Regions from separate parts of the Gossypium hirsutum genome. Here region 1 is linked to region 2. A link is a contact called in public Hi-C data. All regions are on one chromosome and are shown on one strand. Each heading gives the region's core, a stretch centred on a gene start, on an enhancer-like site or on the middle of the called end of the contact. The rest is flanking DNA. Distances are from core to core; before and after follow the strand shown.

What was found. Hi-C and Micro-C count contacts between places; a contact is called where the count stands out from the background.
Region 1: a contact with region 2 is called in a Hi-C map of leaf, with 2.4 times the contacts expected there. The contact joins the promoter of LOC107922319 here to the promoter of LOC107922423 in region 2. A contact is called at or near these places in 2 of 34 Hi-C or Micro-C datasets (both in leaf).

What each region holds. Positions count from the first base shown.
Region 1 is chrA01:114,643,492-114,647,072 of Gossypium_hirsutum_v2.1, reverse strand. It overlaps LOC107922319 (transcription factor bHLH48), which reads right to left and starts at 1,804. Exons shown (of 7, transcript XM_016852305.2): 1 at 1,016-1,804; 2 at 789-917; 3 at 628-693. The coding sequence starts at 1,513.
Region 2 is chrA01:114,497,702-114,501,415 of Gossypium_hirsutum_v2.1, reverse strand. LOC107922423 (protein ABHD18) reads left to right here and starts at 1,453. Exons shown (of 5, transcript XM_016852455.2): 1 at 1,453-2,242; 2 at 2,981-3,065; 3 at 3,166-3,335; 4 at 3,425-3,699. The coding sequence starts at 1,867.

The DNA of each region.
Region 1 (3,581 bases), core at 555-3,054, 150 kb before region 2:
GGGCAGGCATTTGACATATAAAAGACATTTTCTTTTGTCATCCCTCTTCTACATAACCCATAGAGGACAGATACACAGCTTGAAGTAGAAGCAAGCAATTACTCTACATCAATGAAATGGGACCCCATAAAGACATTTAATCCAACAAGCACTAGACATGTCTACTGAGCACTTCATGGTAACATCCAGCTAGCATTCCCACATCGACAATCGTCAGAGGCTAAAATTGTCATTTTACTATAACTATACACATCACATACATAATTCAAAATCCAAAAACATAAATTCAAAAGATTTGATTAGAACTAGAAAATCTAGCTTTCAATATTACTAACTTCACCAAAACAGCAACGAAATTGCGCTCGAAAAGACAAACTTAACCTCAAAAGGGACTTCTAACAAACCCTCCCCCACAATGGAAAACCAGCTAAAATATTAAAGCAACTTGAGCTACAAAAGGTCAATTACTTTTGAGTGCAAAAGGTGACAAGGAAAAAACCGTTACTAAAGAAAAGTAATCTAAAGATGTAACCTCACTTTCTATACCCCATTAAGATAGATATTCTTAATATAATCACAAAATCAAAATAAAATCATTAATTAACTAATTAATCCAACAGAACTGACCTTATTGCATCCAGGTACCAACTCCTGTAGTAGCTTCATTCGTGCATTAATCTTCTCTCTTCTTGCCTGTATTAATCACCAAAATTATTAGCTTAATAAGAAAAAAAAATGCTAATAAGCAAAACTAATTAAGGAGTCAATTATGGAAATTCGTAAATTACCCTCTCTGCTAAGCTATGGCTATCGGTTGCTTGTCCCCGGCGAGCTCTAACATGAACGTAAGGCAGTTTCTCGGCATCCTCTAAGCTCTCATTTGTTGCAGGTTTGCTTTTCTTTGTTGACCCTTTAACCTGAAAATACTCGGAGAACAAATTAATCAAAATTTTACCAAAAATGGAAAACCCCAGAAACCCTTGATCAAAATTTTCCTTTTTTTTTTGTTTTCTACCTTCTTTTCTCGATCTTTCCGCTTGATATTCCGGTTTTCCACCGTTGGATCAGAAACCAACGGCAGGGATGACGCGGTTTCCGCCGGCTCACTCTTTACCGCCTTCTCAAGATTCGCGCTTGAATTTTTCGACGTCATTTCAGGCGAGTTGCTCTTATCATTCTTGTTGTTACCTTCTCCAGAAAACACAGAGAACCTTGCATCTTTTTGAATCAAACCAGTATTAGAAGGAAAATGGAAGCTGCCTTTGAAATCTTCAACGTTCGGAGCCGAAGCAACTATGAGCTTCACCGACTCGGGAGAGTGAAGAAGCTCAACGACTTGTGTAGCTGGTAGTTCAAGTAGAGCCGTGAAGGAACTAGCATTATCAGTTGCCGGAGCCGAAATCAAACGGTGGATTTCGTCGGTAAATTGGAGCGACTCGAGTGCCGCAACTTCTCCCCCATCCGACACCGTTACATTAGATCTGGTCTCCGTCGCCCCTGCGTTTGACTCCATGTGAAAGACGAAAAAAGAACTACCCAATGTTGAAAGAAAAATAATACCCAGCTCAATTTCTTGAACATAAAGTGTACCCACTTGGTTAGTTGAACCCAATTTTGAGTCTTGAGAGCTTTGAAAAGAATAGTCAAAGAAAGCTTTGATTAGTTTCTTCAATGGCGGTAAGGCGAAGCTAAAAAAAATGAGTTTAAATGTCTTCTGCGAGAGAGTTTGTTGCTCTGCAAAAGAGGTTACTTCTCAGCTATTTTAAATATAGGTAAAGCAACGTTGCAGGGCCGTTTTGGTTTATTAATAATGTTAATAAAAAGCAATTTTTAAAATAGACTAAATTATAAAAAAAACTATTTTTTCAAAAAATTTATAGAAATATGTCAATTTTTTAAAAATTTACGAAAATTTGCCGATCTTAATAAAACGCTTTCAGTGCAATGGAAACCCAAAAAAAATGTTTTAAAAATTACTTAAAAAAAAAGAAAATGAGACTTTAGCTTTTTATATGTATATATATATCACAATTTAAGAAAACAATCAAATATTATCTAGAAACAAGTTCCAAACCTGCAATACATACACATATCTCATATCCATCATTGGTTAAAAAAATAAGAGAAATGAGATTTTAAGTCTATATAAAAGTTTATTTTTGTAAATTATATTTTTGCATTAATAGGTCACACAAAAAATTTAAAAAAAATTGGTGATGCCACTTTTAGTATTGGAAACATTTCTAATTGAATTTTTTTTACCAAAACTAGTCTATTTCTGTAATTTTTTTAAAAATGATTTTTTTGGTAATTTAGTCTCTAAAATAAAGTACATTTATTCATTTTTGTTTATATTTTGATGAAATTATTTAAAAGTTTTCATTTCAACTATTGGGTTGTATGACTTTTTTTATTAACACATCAATCGAAAACTCTTATTTCACTTTTTTTCTATATTTCAATTTTTGTTTAAGGAACAACTTTGAACGGCATCAATTTGTACACTAAAATTCAAACAACTTTCTTCTCTGATCTCCAACACTGACCATCAGACTGACTTGTATCTAAAATATTTTCTACTTATCGATGAGTATTGATTCGCAATACCAATTGTCAACTCGCTAGCTGATCTTTAAAAAAAATTCACAGCTTGGTGACTTAATAAAAACTTTTAAATAATTTAATGCTTTAAATAAAATTTTTTGAATACTTCAGTGAGTATTTTATAACTTGGTATAAGTATAGATATTATTTTTATTATATAAACTTTTTTAGAAAATTATATTTTATTTAACTTTAAGTTAGAGTAATTTTAAATTTCAATTATTTTAATTAAATTATGATTAAACATATTCTTTAATTTTTTTATAATTAAATTCAGTTGAATTTGATTTCTTATTTTTTTATTTTTTTATTCAAAGGTAAATTAAAATTCTACTGTTCCAACAGTAAAATTGATTGAGGGTGAGTTTGGATGGGCGGTGCGTTTAGCTGCGGTTAGTGTAAAAACAGCGGTGGCGGTGAGATTAGATACTGTAGCGATACTGTAGCGTGAGACAAAAAGTAAGCTAAACGCACCTCACCGCAGTCAATCGCCCATCCAAACGAAGCCTGAATTTAAGAGAAAAAGAGTTTGTTGCGGTACGGGGATGGTCCCATCAGTTTATTTATTTATTTATTTTTCATAAATTGTTATTATTTATTTTCTTATAAAATACTAACAAAAATAAAGAATTAATTTCGCAATACTTCCCTAAACTATAACCTCCATTTTAAATTTGTCTCTAAAATTTAAAATATTCTAATTACATCCTAAACTATCAAGGTTATATCAACAAGATCCTTCCATTACTAAAATCATTAAATTTTGTTGAAAGGAAAATTCATTGATTCATTTCATGTATGGGACCATACAATTTGAGAAAAAACAATAAATACGTAAAGGATAAACTTCATCAACATACCAAAACCTTCAGCCTTGGCATCAAATGAATATTATGACACGTTGATAATTGACTTTGTTACAACTGAAGCATGACATGTTTAGAGTGATTACAAGCACTTAATACGATAAGAAAATC
Region 2 (3,714 bases), core at 204-2,703:
CTTTTAATCAAGAGATTGATGTTAGGTGTATAGCTGTCTATGAGCTGGATTGGGCCAGAGTCTATTTAAAAAGTGAGAAAGTTTAGGTAAAAATATATGCCCGAAAAATAGGTTTGGGAAAAAAGGTAATACTTGTTTAGAAAACAAGCTTGGCTTCTGGTAAATTTTTTTTACTTGATCCTAGCTCGACCTGAACATGAAAACTATTTTTTTATTATTTTCTTGCTATTTTCTAGTTATTTTTTCACTATTTTGCTACAATTTCATAATTATGTTGCTACTATTTTATTGTTATTATTTAGATATTGTATTACTTTTGTTTAATTATTAATTTTGTTACTATTCTTCACATTTGCTTGTTAAGTTACATTTATCTTAGTATTATTTAATACACATATTTTTTAATTTATTTTTAATTTGTTGGAAAACATTTATTTTAATATTTTTAAGATGTTTGATGTATTATATTTTTAAATATTATATAAAAAATAATTCAGTCGGGCTCGAGTTTTAATATTTTTATCCAAGCCGAAATTAGACAAAATTTTAGGCCCATTTTCAGGCCAAGCCCGAGCCTAAAATTTTATTGGGTCCAACTCATAGACACCTCTAAATGGGTGATTATTATTCAATGATAATATTATTATATAAATATAAGTCCCTAACCCTAATTTCATATAAACTTTAATAAAGTTATAATGTCTAAGGTTGAGATAAACAATTCACCTATATACACTAAAAACAAAATTCTATGATAGTGATTTTCATCCAAATAAATAAAAAATAATCATATTTTAAAAGTTGCTTAAGATATATCAAGGAATAAAAAATAAATTAAAAAAATAACAGTTGGGTCCTTGTATTAAGATAATTGATTACAATATAATCATCAACATCTAATCCTCAACCAACTTTTTTAATTTTCTATTAAATTATTTTATTCAAAATTATTTACTAAGAAAATAATAAATAAACATAATTACAACCTTATCCACTGTGTTCCATGCTGGCCCCTACAATTATGGGGAATACAGTGGGGACCCTCACCCACTCACCACCAAATACTACACAGACGTGAAATTGAGACTATAAAACAGCAAATCGGCAATGACCCGTGGCAAATAGATGTTCAATGACGTGGCACGTAGGACCCAATCCTTAATACCACCCACAGATTAGAGCGGCGGTATGGTTTGCTTTAGCTTGGTTCCTAATATTTGTTTGGTTTAAATTTTCTATTAGTCCCTCTACTTTTATATAATTTGATATTTAGTCTCTATACTATAAAAGTTAATGATTCATTTTTTTTAAATTTAAAAATATTAATCCAATCATTATCATAAACTTAACATTCCATAAAGATTTTAATGATTGGATTGAGATTTTAAAATCAATTTTAACCTTTCAAGTCCATGGATTAAATCTCAAATTTCGTTAAAAGAACAGAGACTAATAATATATTTTAACCTATTTGCTTCCGAAAACAATTCGAAAGCTCCATCCTTTCCTCATAATCCGCCCTTTTTCTATCTTTTTGGGTCTCACTTCATTATCTCAAATCTTTTCTCTTTTTCTTATTAATTGCTTACCCTGAATACTATACAGCTCTTGAAAAAAAAAATTCTCTTGCAATGTTATTGCTTCATTGATTTTAGAGGGGAAGGTATGGTTTTATTCAACAGATCTAATTGTATTGTGCTTTTCTCCACATTCTAATCAATGTTCTTTTTATGAAAAAAACTAATCTTGTTATTGAGTTCTGATTACTGGGTTGTTGATACTGAAGCGGAATCAATAAAAAGATACAAATTTCCTCTCTTTTAAGCAATTTTGAAATCTGGTTTTCTTCAAAAAGAGAAAAACAATATGGTTACAGTTAATATAGGGATGCTTCATTACATTCTAGACCATGTATATGGTGCATTTGTGCATAGAACAAAGATTAGCCCACCGTTCTTCTCAAGAGGGTGGGGTGGAACAAAGCTTGAGCTTCTGGAGAGATTGATAAGCCAGTTGTTCCCTGAAGTTGAAGGCCAAAACTGGCCTCCAAGCTTGATTCAACCCATTTGGAGAACTGTTTGGGAGACCCAAAATGCTTGTTTGAGAGAAGGTGTGTTTAGGACCCCTTGTGATGAGCAGTTGCTTAGTGCATTGCCTCCTGAAAGTCATAATGCGAGGGTTGCTTTCCTTGTCCCAAAAGATGTGCCACCTCAAAAGATGGCATGTGTGGTTCACCTAGCAGGTATCTTTGTGTGCACTTTTGGATTGCTTTTGTTGATTAATTAACTTGGTTTACAATAATTTGGTCTTCTCATTGTTTGAGTGTAGTTTAGTTTATTAGTGATTCACTTTTTAAGTTGGTGAATCTTAGTTGTTTGTTTATGTTTATCTTCCTGAATAGTGCAAATTGATTGTTTATATTCTTGGTTTGAGCTTAGAATGATCATCTTCTAGATAGTAGTAATGAATATCTAGGCTGCTTTATTTCTGATGTAGATTTTGACTGAAGCCTACATGCTATGCCCAATGTTCAAAATCTAAAATCTTAAAGAAGAGAAGAGAATGCTTATAAGCAGTGGATGGTATAGCACAAATCTGTTTGAAGATTACATCAACACCCTGAAATGCCTCTGTGGATATTGAACTGAATACAGTTTATTGTGGTTGTTTCAACTTTCAACTTTTGAGGCCTATTATTTTCTACTGGGTCCTACTCTCAAATAAGAAAACATAGACATATTCATTAGATTTCATGTTCTCGTGCTGCTGTTTTGTTTACTCGTGTGTCAAACCTTTGTATTTTTTGCTATACCTATATCATTTGTTACCTGTTATTTCCTAGATTATTCATTCCAAGTATTTCAGCTTAGATGTATACTACAATCTTGCAAGTATTGCTTCACATTTAAAATGATTTTGGGTTGTGAATTTGATATTTAAAACTCATCTTCATTGATATAAAATGTAACCTCTTTGACAGGCACAGGAGACCATACATTTGAACGGAGATTGCGTCTTGGTGGACCATTATTGAAACAAAACATTGCAACTATGGTGCTTGAGAGGTCAGAGTCCTTTCTGTATTATCAACTACTTTTTGAAGCTGAGCTTTTCTTCTTGTACTTGTGCTTTTAGGCTTTCTAATTAATATAACTGTTTTTATAGCCCTTTCTATGGTCAAAGGCGTCCTATGCTGCAGCGTGGTGCAAAACTCTTGTGTGTCAGTGATTTGCTTTTATTAGGAAGAGCAACCATTGAAGAGGCTCGGAGCCTTTTATACTGGTTAGACTCTGAGGCAGGGTTCGGCAAGATGGGTGTGTGTGGACTTAGCATGGGTAAGAATTGTTGTTCTTGTGGTGCTTTTATTCTATTTGTATTGTTAGTTAGCACACCCTTTTGAAGTTTGATGCCTTTATGGGAATAGGGGGAGTGCATGCTGCAATGGTTGGATCACTGCACCCCACACCTGTTGCAACCCTTCCTTTTCTCTCCCCACATTCTGCTGTTGTGGCATTCTGTGAGGGTATATTGAAGCATGCCACTGCATGGGAGGCACTGAGAGAGGATCTTGCAGCAAAAGAGGCTGCAATGACTCTCGAGGAAGTGAGAGAACGAATGCGAAATGTACTGTCTCTCACAGATGTCACACGTTTTCCAATTCCCAAAAACCCTAATGCCATAATATTTGTTGCAGCAACTGTAAGTACGATATCT